3 separate regions of the Mus musculus genome follow, and all the other regions are linked to region 2. Evidence: chromatin contacts called from public promoter capture Hi-C data. All regions are on one chromosome and are shown on one strand. The core of a region is the stretch at or near the end of the contact, and the rest is flanking DNA. Distances in the headings are between cores, read along the strand shown. Region 1 holds the start of Otor (otoraplin). Region 2 overlaps Macrod2 (mono-ADP ribosylhydrolase 2). Region 3 holds the start of Kif16b (kinesin family member 16B).

The links. Promoter capture Hi-C pulls out the DNA fragments that hold promoters and counts their contacts.
Region 1: a contact with region 2 is called in a promoter capture Hi-C map of second pharyngeal arch cranial neural crest, with 7 times the contacts expected there. The contact joins the promoter of Otor here to the enhancer-like site in region 2. A contact is called at or near these places in 4 of 39 promoter capture datasets (frontonasal cranial neural crest, hippocampal neurons, second pharyngeal arch cranial neural crest and 1 more).
Region 3: a promoter capture Hi-C map of second pharyngeal arch cranial neural crest shows a contact between it and region 2. The contact joins the promoter of Kif16b here to the enhancer-like site in region 2. A contact is called at or near these places in 8 of 39 promoter capture datasets (the C10 cell line, cranial neural crest, frontonasal cranial neural crest and 4 more) and 1 of 115 datasets of contacts at active chromatin or transcription factors (forebrain).

Annotation. Positions count from the first base shown.
Region 1 is chr2:143,075,455-143,080,250 of GRCm38.p6, forward strand. It overlaps Otor (otoraplin), which reads left to right and starts at 2,939. Exons shown (of 4, transcript NM_020595.3): 1 at 2,939-3,160; 2 at 3,470-3,609; 3 at 4,472-4,579. The coding sequence starts at 3,046.
Region 2 is chr2:140,703,496-140,708,110 of GRCm38.p6, forward strand. All of the region lies in intron 3 of Macrod2 (mono-ADP ribosylhydrolase 2), which reads left to right. Among named protein-coding and RNA genes, the nearest start is that of Flrt3, 34 kb to the left of the region's middle. Within about 2 kb of position 2,111, at least 27 of the 459 cell types and tissues checked have an H3K27ac peak or open chromatin away from gene starts, as enhancers often do. A contact at or near this core is called in second pharyngeal arch cranial neural crest, where this site is marked.
Region 3 is chr2:142,899,576-142,903,728 of GRCm38.p6, forward strand. Kif16b (kinesin family member 16B) reads right to left here and starts at 1,889. Exons shown (of 26, transcript NM_001081133.2): 1 at 1,750-1,889. The coding sequence starts at 1,796. It overlaps Kif16bos (kinesin family member 16B, opposite strand), which reads left to right and starts at 3,390. Exons shown (of 2, transcript NR_131921.1): 1 at 3,390-3,666; 2 at 3,780-3,997.

The sequences.
Region 1 (4,796 bases), core at 1,689-4,188, 2.4 Mb after region 2:
TACACTGTAGCTGTACAGATGGTTGTGAGCCTTCATGTGGTTGTTGGGAATTGAATTTTTAGGACCTCTGCTCGCTCCAGTCAACTCTGCTTGCCCAAAGATTTATTATTATACGTAAGTACACTGTAGCTGTCTTCAGACACAGCAGAAGAGGGCGTCAGATCTCATCACGGGTTGTTGTGAGCCACCATGTGGGTTGCTGGGATTTGAACTCAGAACCTTCGGAAGAGCAGTCAGTGTTCTTACCCTCTGAGCCACCTCGTCAGGCCAGCAATTGTCTTTTAAGTCCCATGTTGACTACTGGTTTGGGACTGGAACAGTCTGCAGACAGCTATCAGTCAGCACAAAGTGTTAATCAGTGTTTGCGTTTTCCTAGAGATGCTTTTAGGTTCTTGGATTAAAGGCAGAAAAAAACCAAACCAAACCCACCCCGCCATTCCACTTTCCTAGGTGGGTTCTAATTCACTCTCCTTGATGTGAAACAGGAAAGATGATTGACAAATCCATTTTAATTTGACATTGACAAGAGGCAGTGGCAGTGGATCACAGTCCCTCTGGGTGACCTGTGGACAGGGTGGTCAGGAAAGGACACTTTGGCCACTGTGGGCTTTTTATCATCTCTTATAAAGATACTGCATAAAAGAGTCTTGCAAATCAGGCCAACTGTATACAGGATACTTCCCTTAAAACGATTTTCCCTAAAAACCCTTACACATACATAAACAAAACAGTAAAATTCTATTACACGCATGGTACATATATCTACGCCAAGTAAGAAGATTTTTTTATTCTACTAAACTACTTCACCTGACCAGAAAGATGCCTGTCTCAAGCACCCTATAAAAAGCAGCTACATACTGTCTGTCTCTCCTGGTAAATGATAAAGTGTTTGGACCAAGGCTGTTTTTGTTTTTGTTTTGTTTTGTTTTGTTTTTTAATTCAGTACCAGATTCCACATGCCTAAAGCAAAAACACAGTATATGTGCACAGCAAATCTTTACTAAACAGATGGAACAATGACAATGTATTGATGACTTCTAAAATGTTCCTGACAGGGCTTTTCAGTGCAAGGATATTTTAGCAATAGGGAGCCAAGCAATACCACGGAGTTACAGCACACAACAAGCTTCACACAAGAGATTGAGTGAGCAAAAACAGAATGGCAGCTGTCTCTGGGTGAGAACAGTAGGCAGGGCTGAGGAGGGTGTTTCTAGGGGCTTTGCAGTGTGCACAGAGAGCTAGTGGCAAAGTACAGTGGGGTCATTAAGTATTGCTTGGCCATTAACTGTAAGTCATGGGGGTGAGGATTCCCAAGTTCCAGATTGAGGGGCAGGCCAGGGGCAGAGTGAGTTTTCACTGGCCTATTTCCCTACTGTGCCTCTTCCTATGGAACAGACACTCAAGAGTGGGAAAGTGGGAAAAGCTAAGTGTCTTACTAGGGGTTTTATTGCTGTGAAGACACACCATGACTATTATGAAGGAAAAGATTTAATTGAGACTGGCTTACAGATCATAGATTTAGTTCACTATTGCCATGGTCAAGAGCATGGTAGCATGAAGACATTTTCATTGCAACCACCACAGTAACAATTCTCAAGTTTCACCCTCTTCTCTTGGATCAATCAGCATTTGTAGATTAAATACATGATCCTTAGAAGAAGTTGCTACAGTTTTGATCTTGGATGTCTCTAAAACGCCACCTTCATGTTAAAACGTGTGCTCCGCCAGATTGGTGCAATTGGGAGGAGGCTGAACCTTTGAGGGGTGAGGACTACTGAGAGGCACATATGTCATTGCGGGTGACGCAAAGGAGATTGCAAGGTCCTGCTGGCTTTTCTTTCTGTATCTTCTGGTTCCTGGCCGTAAGTGGTGTTCTCTGCTACTGGCTTCTCCCAGGACATGCCACAGAGCCACATTAATGGGAGCAGTGACCATGAACTAGAACTTCCAGACCTGTAACCCACACAAACAAACTTTGTCTTTATAAATTGATTGTCTCAGGTTCCATGTCGTAAGCTAACGAACACTGGAATAAAGAAAGATTTACCTTCTTTTCTTCCCCCACTTATTTCTTGCTTCCACATTAGTAAGATCTGGTTGTGATATTAACTAATATATTATATAATCCACAGTGGCTCAGGCCAAACATAACTTCTAAGAAACCTATCACAAAATATTTGTGTAAGAGTTCTTTATATTATGTAAATACATATTTACATATACAAACAACACAAAATACATTATGCAAATATATTTGCATATATTATGCAAATCTAGAATTTTATTAGACTTACTAAAATAAAATTTGTTCTCAAGACATTTTGACTCTTTAAAATGTATATGTGTGCCGCACTGTGTGTGTGTCTGTGTTTACATGTGTGTGGACGTATGCATATGTGTTCCTGAGAAGGCCTGACATTGACAATTGGGTATCTTCCTTAGTTTCTCTTCATTTTATTTATTGAGGGTCTTGCTGAACCCAGAGCTTGCTGATTACAGTTTCTCCAGTTAGCAAGCTTGCCTCCAGGATGTCTTGTGTCTGTCTCTGCCACAATGCCTGTCTAGTTGTTGTATGGGTTCTGGGGTTCTATTCTAAACACTTGCATAACAAGTGCCTGATCCAGTGACCATCTCCCTAGTCTCCATTTTACATCTTGAACAGATTCCTACAGTCAATACATGTTTGCTCATAAACTGAAAGAACAGGAGGACAAAAGAGAAAAATAAACAGTGGTTGATAGTCTCACAGGCCTCTCAACAGAGCCCTGCTGGTAGACGCCACAAGCTGTGGCAGATACAGCTTTAAGCATGGCATGACATTTGTGTGGAACACAGACACAGGGCGTTTGACTCTCTCTGAAAAATGAAATGCCAAAAAGCCTCTGGAATCCAGTTGCACACATTATAAAATTACAGGGGAGGAGAGAGAGGGGGGTGGGGGTTGGCCCCTTCCTATTGGCTGGGTATTTACCCAGAGAGTCAGCTTTCAAATAAAAGAACCCTTGAATCAGGCAAAGAGTGCTAGTCAAAACAGCAAGAAGGAAGATGGCAAGGATATTGATTCTTTTGCTTGGGGGCCTTGTGGTTCTATGTGCCGGGCATGGTGTATTTATGGATAAACTTTCTTCTAAGAAGTTGTGTGCGGATGAGGAGTGTGTCTGTAAGGCACTGTTAACGGTTTGGTTCTCATTGTCTTTCTATCATATAATGGGAAATCTGTCTGGCAAACAGCCAGATTGTACTTTGCAGTGAATCCTAAATGTGCTCATTGTTTGCAGCTCTGTGTCTCAAGGTCTGTGTTTGGGGTCTAACTGCAGAGAATTCATTTCCTAAGATTTCCTTGTCGCCCCCCGCAACCCCCGTTTGAAACCCAGCTGTGCTCTCCTTTCCTCTCTCCTACCTTTCTTACACTTTGCCTTCTTACTCATAGGACATCTGGTCACTTCCCCCCCTTTTTTTTCTCTTCCAGATACTATTTCTCTGGCAAGAGCACAGGAAGATTACAATGCCCCAGACTGTAGGTTCATCGATGTCAAGAAAGGGCAGCAGATCTATGTTTACTCCAAGCTGGTAACAGAAAACGGAGCTGGAGAGTTTTGGGCTGGCAGTGTAAGACGAGACTGTTTTTAATACATACATACACACATACATACATACATACATACATACATACATACATACATACATACATATGTATATATTCTTAATTGTATTACTCTTAATTTTTCCTGGCTTTCCTGTCCTCAGTCCGTTTAATGTTTAACAGTAGCTGCAAAGATAATATGGAAACCGTAAGTGGAAACACAAAAATTCAGATTCATTTTTAAAAAGGGGTGATTTCACAACAAAATTAAGGGTAATTCAAACTGATGTTTTGATCAGGGGAAAAAAAACATGCATGCTGAGGTTTCTGCATTGCACATAAGTTAAGTCTCTTTCAAAAAATGTCTAAGAGGATTTGCCAAGGGTTGTGTGTGACTGGTCAGTCTAAAGGGGAAAATCCTCTTTGATTTTGCAGGAGCCACTTGCTTGACTTAAAATGTACCCACAGACCAAAGCAGAGTCCAGGGAGGGATGAAGCATGGGTGATGTCATCCAAGAGATACATCTAAAACCGATGAAGGTGTCAGTCAGGATGTACTTACTATATGTCACTTTGAATTGCTAAAAAGTGGAAAGTACACATACTGTAAAATGGGAGTCCATTTGCTTTAAATTTTTATTGACCTTAACTTCCTATAGATTCCAGATGATTTCAGGCAAAGTACGAGAGTACAGAAAGAGAAGTAATGTTAAGGTAGTGAGGCTCAGAGTTCCTGATGCTGCCAGTGAATTTCACATTTGCTCTGAATTCCCTGGAATGCACAGCTAAAGGGAGCACTGGCTTGTGTAATTTTCATTACCAGGAGAGGAGTTTCTCAAAAGCCCTGCCATCAGCTTTTCCCTAACTGCCGCTGCTTTGGGCACACAGGTTTATGGTGACCACCAGGATGAGATGGGAATTGTAGGTTATTTCCCCAGCAACTTGGTGAAGGAGCAGCGTGTATACCAGGAGGCCACCAAGGAGATCCCAACCACGGTAAGCATCTCAGAGGTGACTGGAGGATGAATCAGATTTCGGGGTAATGTAGACTTTGTTTTTGAGAATATGTCCTTCAATTTACAGTATATGCTGTACAAAATAGGGGCCAACAGTGACTTTTATGAGTTGGTAACATGTAGAATGTCATATTGGCTGTCGGCGTTGTGAGGTTGGCACACTTTCTTCACACATTATAATCACTCTATCTAAGTTT
Region 2 (4,615 bases), core at 861-3,360:
AGAAACTCACAGTTTGCGTGTGAAGTGTTGCTTTAATTACACAGTGAGAGCACACCTATCCACTGCAGGGGCCCCAATCTCAAGGAGTAGCCATTATGCTTGTGTAGTGCAGAGCTGGCCCTGCTTGTGCACACATTCTTACTTTGTTTATTACAGGCTGTCCTCAGCGAACAATGGGTTACAAATGAATGCTGCATATGCATGTGAGCACTTTTATCTGGAGGATAAGTAGAAAATGGCTGTGCATTGGTTCCCAAGAATATCCTGTGGGGTGTTTTGTTTTGTTTTTTAAGTGTGATCCTGTTATCTTGGTATTCTATTCTTATGATATATCTTCTTAGTTTCTTATCCCTTTATTGAAACAGATTCCGCAAATGAAATGAATTAGCTGTGGTTGTGTAAACCCCAAACATGTGCACTATATTGCATGTGTGAGATGTAAGGGGCACTGTGAACAGTTGGACACTGATTCATCTCTGCCCCCCCCCTTTTTTAAGAGAGATTCATGATTTGATTTCTTTGAACTTTTTATAACTTTGAACAATCTACTATTCTAAAAATTCGTCCAGATCAAACAATTTAATTAGCTTCCTTAATACACACACACACACACACACACACACACACACACACACAGAGAGAGAGAGAGAGAGAGAGAGAGAGAGAGAGAGAAGAGAGAAAGAAGAAAAAAACCCACCTCAGTAGAATTGACCCCCTGACCTTAATTCCCAGGAAACTGTCACATTACTTCTTTACCCCTTTGTCTAACTTAACAATGTGACCCAAAATACTGCAGACCTTTAAAGTTTCTCAGCATTGTAAGGTCAAGCTTTGGTCACCTTAGTTACAGTTTAGATCTGCAGGTCAAAGGTCAAAGAGATGAATGATGTCAGACACATCTTACTTGCATGCAGTAAACAGCTGAACATATTTGACATGATAAAGGTATTCTTCAGTTTCACTAGTAAGACCTGCAGGGGCATCAGCCAACAAGGGATTTCCTCGAACACTTTGCAGTGGCGTCCTGTGGAGTCAGCAACAGCGTAATTTTAGATGTATAATCTCTGATGCAGATGGAGAAATACAAAGCGTGCTCAACAGTTCGGATTCCACTTCTCTGCCCCTGTCAGTGGCTTGCTTATCTGTGTGTCGTCAAGCTAACCGATCATCCACATGTTTACAAAAACACTGCCTTGTGCATTTCTGAGAAGGCATAGCACATGCCTTGTCATTGGGATCATATGCTCGTTTGTTTGTTTGTTTGTGGTCTCCTTTCTGCTAACTGGTGATTTATAGTTAAAAGCAGTTACACTTCATTCAGGAAGCGTGTTCATAGTTGAGATCAGATTGGTTCTCTCTCTGGGCTTTATAATTTAACACTGTTTAAAATATGGTCTTTGATCTATTTCCAGAGGTTAGATTCTGTATTCAAATTTTTTTTGTTTTGTTTTGTTTGTTTGTTTGTTTTTGTTTTTGGTTTGTTTTCTTTGAAAAAAATGGTCTGCTATACCCTGAATCAGAGGAAAAGAAAAACAAAGACAAACAAGCAACAACTACTTGAAAAATTCACACAAAGTTTTTATAAGTAATAGCCTATAAATACTTTTAATTAAAAACTACAGAAATACACTTTAAAATGATGAATCGAGATACTAGGTGAGCTGAGTTTTAAATTATTATTAAAATATATGTATAAGAATTTAAAAAAATCACTGGATTGTGACTCTCAGACATGAATATTCTAGAGAATACTTTTTTGTTGTTGTTTTTAAAGCTCTACCACCAGTGTGGAGCCTTACAGACGACAATGTGTGTAAGCATCAGGCTTAGGCTAATTAAACATTAAAGGATGCCCTGCTTCTGAAGGTTTTGTTTCCCGTGTGTATTTTGTGCAGCTGTAAGACTTAAGCTTGCTGGAGCATTTGGTCTTGATCACTAACTATAAAGGTAGACAAAGGAGAGAACTAGGAGGTTTGGCAGCTGGGAGGTGTTAATATGGAATTTAATAGCAAAGGAGATGGGGGTTGGGACTTTTCTAGGTGAAACAGAGATTGGCAGCTGGGTGGAGGAAGCAAGTCCAGCAGTCTGAGAAGAGCTGGTTGCCTGTGAGTTTCAAGTGACAGCCAGCTTTCATGTGAATGAATGGGTTGTCTCTGGGTTTCCCTTTCAATTCAGTGTGAGCCTTTGCCTTGTTGATGTGGAAGAAAGCAACGACTCAGCAAAGAAGGTAATTGCTGACCTGTTTAGCAGCACTTAGGGACACTGCTTCAACACACCGATGGATTATTCTGTTTGTTCATTATGTCAGGACAATAGCAAATCAATATTTAACTGGTAAAGAGGTTACCACATCGAAATACTGGTTTCTATAAAAACGATTCACACACAGGAGATCCTGAAAAAAAAGTTTTGTTTTAAAGAATAAAATATCCGAAGTCAAATAAAATAGGAGGCTGCACTCAGCTTTCAGGATCTGAATTGCGTTGCTGTTTTGATCAACATTTAGGCTGCTTTTAGGGTCTTGTCTCTAATGCATTGTTTCTGCTGCTTAAACCAACCAGTTCCTAATGTCTTTGCACCTATGTGTCAAAACCAATGGGATTTTCAACATCATATTTTATTTGCTTTTATTTTAAAGCCCAATCTGTTCTTGTTCACCTCCAATGACTTTTGATTTGTCAATTTATACATTTCCACTCCTGCTAGTGCTCGGACCCCAAAGTGTGCAAGTTCTGCTACTGGAGCAGCATCCTCCTCTGCAGGGTGCGTGTGAGAAGTCAGCTGAGCACTGTTCCAGACTCCAGACTAGCTGAGATGCCGGAGAGAAGGATGGCACTCTTTAAAACTGTGTTCTGGAGCCAGACTCTTCCCTGTCAGATCTGCGTGATGTCGGGCAAAATATGAATCTCCTGGAGTCAGCTTCCTTATTTCTAAAATAAAACAATTCCGTTGTTTCCATACAAGTATTTTGTTTCCTTACCTTACAAGAATTTTGTAAAGTTGCTTTAGTTTTTTCTTTTCTTCCTTATTTTTTTTTAAACCTGTGTACTATCTAAATTAACCCCTGATGCAAGGAGACTTTCCCCAGTGGACAACACATGTCCATCTTCCGGTTAGTGCACTTGCCAACCCCAAAGTGTACTTGTACAGGGCAAATGACAGTTGTGTAGGTGTGTACTCGGACTGTGACGATGGAGAAATGTCAGCTGCACCAGGCACAGATGAAACACCACCAAAACCTGAAGCGATTGATGTGGGCCTTCTTTATGTCACTGTATTTCTCCAGTATGTCTCCTGGAAGGCTCAAATGAGTTACAGGACCACATCATCACTCCTGAGCTATTGAATAATCGGAGTGACCATATCCATGAACCTTTTCAGTACCGAGGTTTCAGTACATTGTCACCAAAATTTCTTCCAGTGTAATGCATCATATAGACCCAGTGCAGACTTGAACATTTTCCCTTTTCTTTCCCTTTTAGCTTGAAGTTCTACTTCTTTAGAAGGGATACATTGCCTTTGGGCCGTTTCCTGCCTCATCTCTGAGCTCATCTTGGTATTTCTTTACCTACAGATCCTTTTAAAAGCTTAAGGGAAGAGTCACACAGCAAGTATGTTAGAGTTGTCCAAGATCTATCATTTTGCTTTTCTCAGGTCATATTTTCCTCCTTGGCATCTTCCTTTATATCTATGGACTTTGTTTTGCAATGAGCATAGCCTGTTTTTCCTAATTCACATTTCCATTGATCTGTGTCACATGTTTAGTACTCCAACTTTGTGCAACTTAGTAATCACCCTCAACTCTAGAAGCAGTTCCATGACCACAGAGAGAGCACTGGGTGATTGCTTTCCAGCCTAAGATAAGCCTCTATAAGAGTACACTACACTCAGCATCTGTCTCATCATGTGTGCGTTTTGCATCTTAAACCATAAATAGTGTGGCTTTCTAATTCGGTCTGCATTAATACTATCTGAAGGTGTTATTGAAACTGAGACGCCTAGGACCCAGCTCTAGAAAATTTGATTCCACAGCTCTGAATCAAAGAAGAACATGTGCTTCTAAGAAGTTTTCAAGCCATGCTGCTGCTGCTGCCTCCGCTTTGTGGACCACAACATAAAACACCAGTAGTGGCACTGAGATTTGCAAGTAGTCTCTTTCCGGAGTATGTTTCTTTCTAAAGTACAAAGAGTGTGGCGTGTGCTTTCCAGGTGTTCTGAGCTATGGCCTCTGTTGATAAGAGCTGCTTCAGAATTGTATTCCCTTCCCTGGCTGCAGCTCAGATAAAACGACTAGACAATGCAGGGAGTGCCAAGGTCTCTCTGTTTTGTCTTGATCATGATAATTCTGTGGGCCCTTCCTGCTCCAGTCTCTCTCCTTAATCTTGCTTCCATGGCTCCTAAGAGCACACTCCGATTAAACTCTATCTCAGTGTTAGTTACCACAGAATCTGGCACACAGCCATAGATAATAATATAATGTATTGTTAGTATGGATTTGACATTAGTTAGATATCACAATTTGTATGTAGGAGCTTGGGAACCTTGCTTTTTTCCTTCATTTTCAGACACATAGTAGGGTCATGTCAAAGTTCTTGATTCTTTCTCGCTTCTGTTT
Region 3 (4,153 bases), core at 639-3,138, 2.2 Mb after region 2:
GAATTTCATCATCCTTCCCTCATTAGACACTACACTCCTAAAAGACACTTACATCTACCCATATTTAGTAAGTGTTTTCTAAAGTTATCTGATACTATTTTCTAGCATATGTTCACATTGTTCAAAAAGAGAACTCGATGGGCGTGGTGGCACACGCCTTTAATCCCAACACTCGGGAGGCAGAGGCAGGCGGATTTCTGAGTTCGAGGCCAGCCTGGTCTACAAAGTGAGTTCCAGGACAGCCAGGGCTACACAGAGAAACCGTCTCGAAAAAAAACAAACAAACAAACAAACAAACAAACAAACAAAAAAAACTCTTGCCGGGCAGTGGTGGCGCATGCCTTTAATCCCAGCACTAGGGAAGCAGAGGCAGGCAGATTTCTGAGTTTGAGGCCAGCCTGGTCTACAGAGTGAGTTTCAGGACAGCCAGGGCTACACAGAGAAACCTTGTCTCAAAAAACCAAAAACAAATAAATAAGCAAATAAATAAAACCAAACAAACAAACAAAACCTTTTATAATATAAATGCTTAAAAATAGAAACAAAACATTTAAAAGACTCCAGGGGTCTATTTATCTTGTATTGATTGGGTATGTGAAGAAACAAATATTCTCCTGAGACTCACACACACACACACACACACACACACACACTCACTCACTCACACACACAAGTCAAACTCCCTAAAAAGTTTTAGAGGTAATTTGAAAATCACACACAAAATGCACTGACTTTCAAAAGCACTGGTATTTATGGATCTACAGCATGATAATGGTTCTTCTACTTGAAGATAAAAAAAAAAAAAAAAAAATAGACTCAGGAGAGTCCAGTAAAATCTGCTGCCCTAACTGGCTGTCAGAACCAACAAACACTGACCTCCTGAAGTAGACAGCATGACTAAGGGAGAACAGCCATATGGCAAGTCAAATGTCCAAGAACTGAAACAGCAATAAACACGAACTGCTTTGTGTGCCCTACGCCCGTCAACTTGGAGGGCATTCACTTATATGCACGTCATTCTCTGGTTAAGCCCATTTAACCTTCTCAAAAGTTAACTTTCTCAAAGCTTCTTTCTGAACTGATGAGGAAGTCGCTGAAAATGGTTTTCAGTCAATGAGGAGAGGAGAGTCACGATGCAAGGCACTACTTTGTAGGAAAAATATAAGAGGTTACACACTAAGTGTGTTCTCACTTTGTGCCCCCTTAACTTGAGTCAAACACGTGCACGTACGTAACTCTCCTTTCGAGGAGTCAAAACTTTGTTGAAGTTTCCTCATCCCCCATGTAAACCTTAACTTATGAACTGCTAACTTTCTGTTTAGACGATGGGTTCACGTTCAAGGACCTGAAAATTCTCTCCAGATTAGAAGGTAACATGATTAACAGAGACTTTGGAGTTGGCACAAGTGAGCGTGTGTCTGACAGCTCGGGGAACCCCTCACACTTCCATGATCGCCCCCAAGTATTTCACTTCACCAACGTGGTTCCTTGGTGTTTTTTTTTTAAAGGGCGAGCAAGAGAGCCTCACGTTCTGGGATGGGGACTGTACATGGAAATCTCCCCGGCCTCGCGGACACTTCCCCTCAGAGTCCCCTTCAACGCGGGAGAGCTTTGCCCTTCAGGACCGCCAAGGCCACTGGCACGGCCAGGTGGGTCAGGGGTTTGTCCCTTTCAATCCAGACCGGCCTCTGAGCGGGGCTGCCCGGGGTTGGGGTGTGGCGAGGGTGGGGGGCGGGAGGCCCCACTCACCTGCGATTCATGGGCCGGACTCTCACGGCCACCTTGACCGATGCCATAGCTCATCCCGGCCCGGCCCGCGGGGGCTTCCAACAGGCCTGCGCCCCGCGGCCGCCGGCCACTCCAGCGACTGTGCCCGTGCCCGCGCCCCCGCCCACTTCCCTCTCACCCGCCCCTCGGCTAGGGCCGACCTGGAGTTGCTAGGCGGCCACACCTGCCAGGCCACTGAGCATGCCCAGAGCGGCTCCGGCCCGCGTGATCCACGCACCGGGGTTTGGCAGCTGCCTACGGCGCGAAGGGGCGGGGCCCGGAAGTCTGGGCCCCGCCTCTTCGGTGGCCACGCCCCAGCGCAGCCCCACCTCGAAGTCAATGGCAACCGGCTGTGCTGTCTCTAACTCGGAAAGTCAAACCCAGTCAGGCCCAGGACGATCACTGCATTTAGAGCATTCTCAAGGAAACCGAGGAATGGACTACCGAAAACGAGCATTGCAACCAATAACATGGTCCTGACTTTATACGGCCCGTGCTCGTCAACTCATCTGTCTTGTTGAGAAGCGAAAGGTCGTGGAGAACTCTGAGGGACTGCTCTGTTTCTTCAAAGAGTTCTAAGCATGTGTTCTGAACCACAAAATTTAGGGTACCAAGAAAACAAAGGATCGAGGATTTTTTTAGGCAGATAGAAATGTCGTTATATTGGTTGGAATCATATCTAAAGGGAGTTTTTGCATTTTGGGGACAGTTTAGCAATTTAACTTTAGTCATTGGATCAAAAGTGAGGACACCCGCTTTCTTCTTTCTTTCTTTCTTTCTTCTTCTTCTTCTTCTTCTTCTTCTTCTTCTTCTTCTTCTTCTTCTTCTTCTTCTTCTTCTTCTTCTTCTTCTTCTTCTTCTCCTTCTCCTCCTCCTCCTCCTCCTCCTCCTCCTCCTCCTCCTCCTCCTCCTCCTCCTCCTTCTCCTCCTTCTCCTCCTTCTCCTTCTCCTTCTTCTTCTTATTCTTCCCTTTTTTTTTATGAGCTAAAGCCCCTGGCATCAGTGATTTCTTACCGGGCTATCTCCCTGTAAATTCATTCAGTTAACCCTATGCCTTCACCTGTAAGTCACCTGCTGGACACAAAAACTCCAGTATCAACTATCTTCCTCCTGCCCCAGTCAGGGTCGCTCAAAACTTACAGACCAGCCTTCCTCCTGGACCCTGATCTCCTGCCTTTGCACTTGCTGATGGAGTATAAAGCAAGCCTACTGACTTGCTCCTCCTCACCCTCGAGGTCTCTAACGACCACAATGGAACATTCTGTCCTCAAGACCAGCATATCCCCGCTATTATTTCACTCCCGGGCAGATGACTTCGGTTCAAATGGTCTCTAGAAAGCTTAGATGTGATGCTGCTTAAGTCCCTGAGGGGAGCCGAAAAAGTCTCCCGGGTTTTTGGCTCGAACTCCAATACTAGCTTTGAGTCTTCCAGTCTGCCTCGCCTGCTAAACTGGAACTCCAAGGGTTTAATAATAGACTAAGTGAAATAATACGACGGCCAATGTGTGGTCCACTAGTACCAGGAGTCCTCATCTCAGCTTTCCTAGAACCCTTCAAGGTAGGGTAGAATCAGAACGTCCCCTTTGTTCGGAGTCCTACAAAGCCTGGACTAAGGCGCTTACAAGTTTAGAAATGGGCGCAGAGTCAGCCAATCAAGGGCGGGAAAACTCGGAGGGTTGAAAATGGGGCGCATGCGCAATAGCAGAAGCAGCGGGCGGGTCCAGGCACAGCCGCCAGCCAGGCTGCACCCGGCTGTGGCAGCCACGGGCAGGGGCGGAGCCCGCCGTATATGGGAGCTGCTTGGGGACAAACTGTGTAGGGTGCGCTCTCGGGCGGGCAGGGCTTCAACACCCTACCAGCTGTAGAGTCGCTGAGAGCAACCAAGACAACCAAGAACAGGTGTGCGAATTCTGCACTCAACTGCAAATCACTTGTTAATGTGAGTTCCTGTTCCTGGAGGTTTTGCTTGTCCAGTTTGGGCTTATGCAGGCCATTCTATCCATAATTTCCAGCAGCCTACACGTGTACATAATCCTCTGATTCCAACACCACCTTGCGATTTGACACAACCGACAAAGTGCTGCGGCCCACGGAACACGAACAGCAAGCCTGCGGATTTTAAACTAGAAGCAGCGAGGTTTCTCGCCAGAGAAATGACTGAACAGCCACCCCTTGATTAATTTACTCTCTGCACCAAGAAAAATGAATAAACAGGAAGGTTTTTAAGGGCTTGCTCATCTTCTCAAATTCCAATGAATCTCTGGTACCCCTTTCATTTGTTTCTGTCTTTAGAAATTTTAGACTTTTTAAAGTCTTCCAGGACTTAACCTGCACAGAAGCTTCCTCCGGAAGTCAAGTGTGAGGCTCCCCGCGTGAGGCTCCCCAT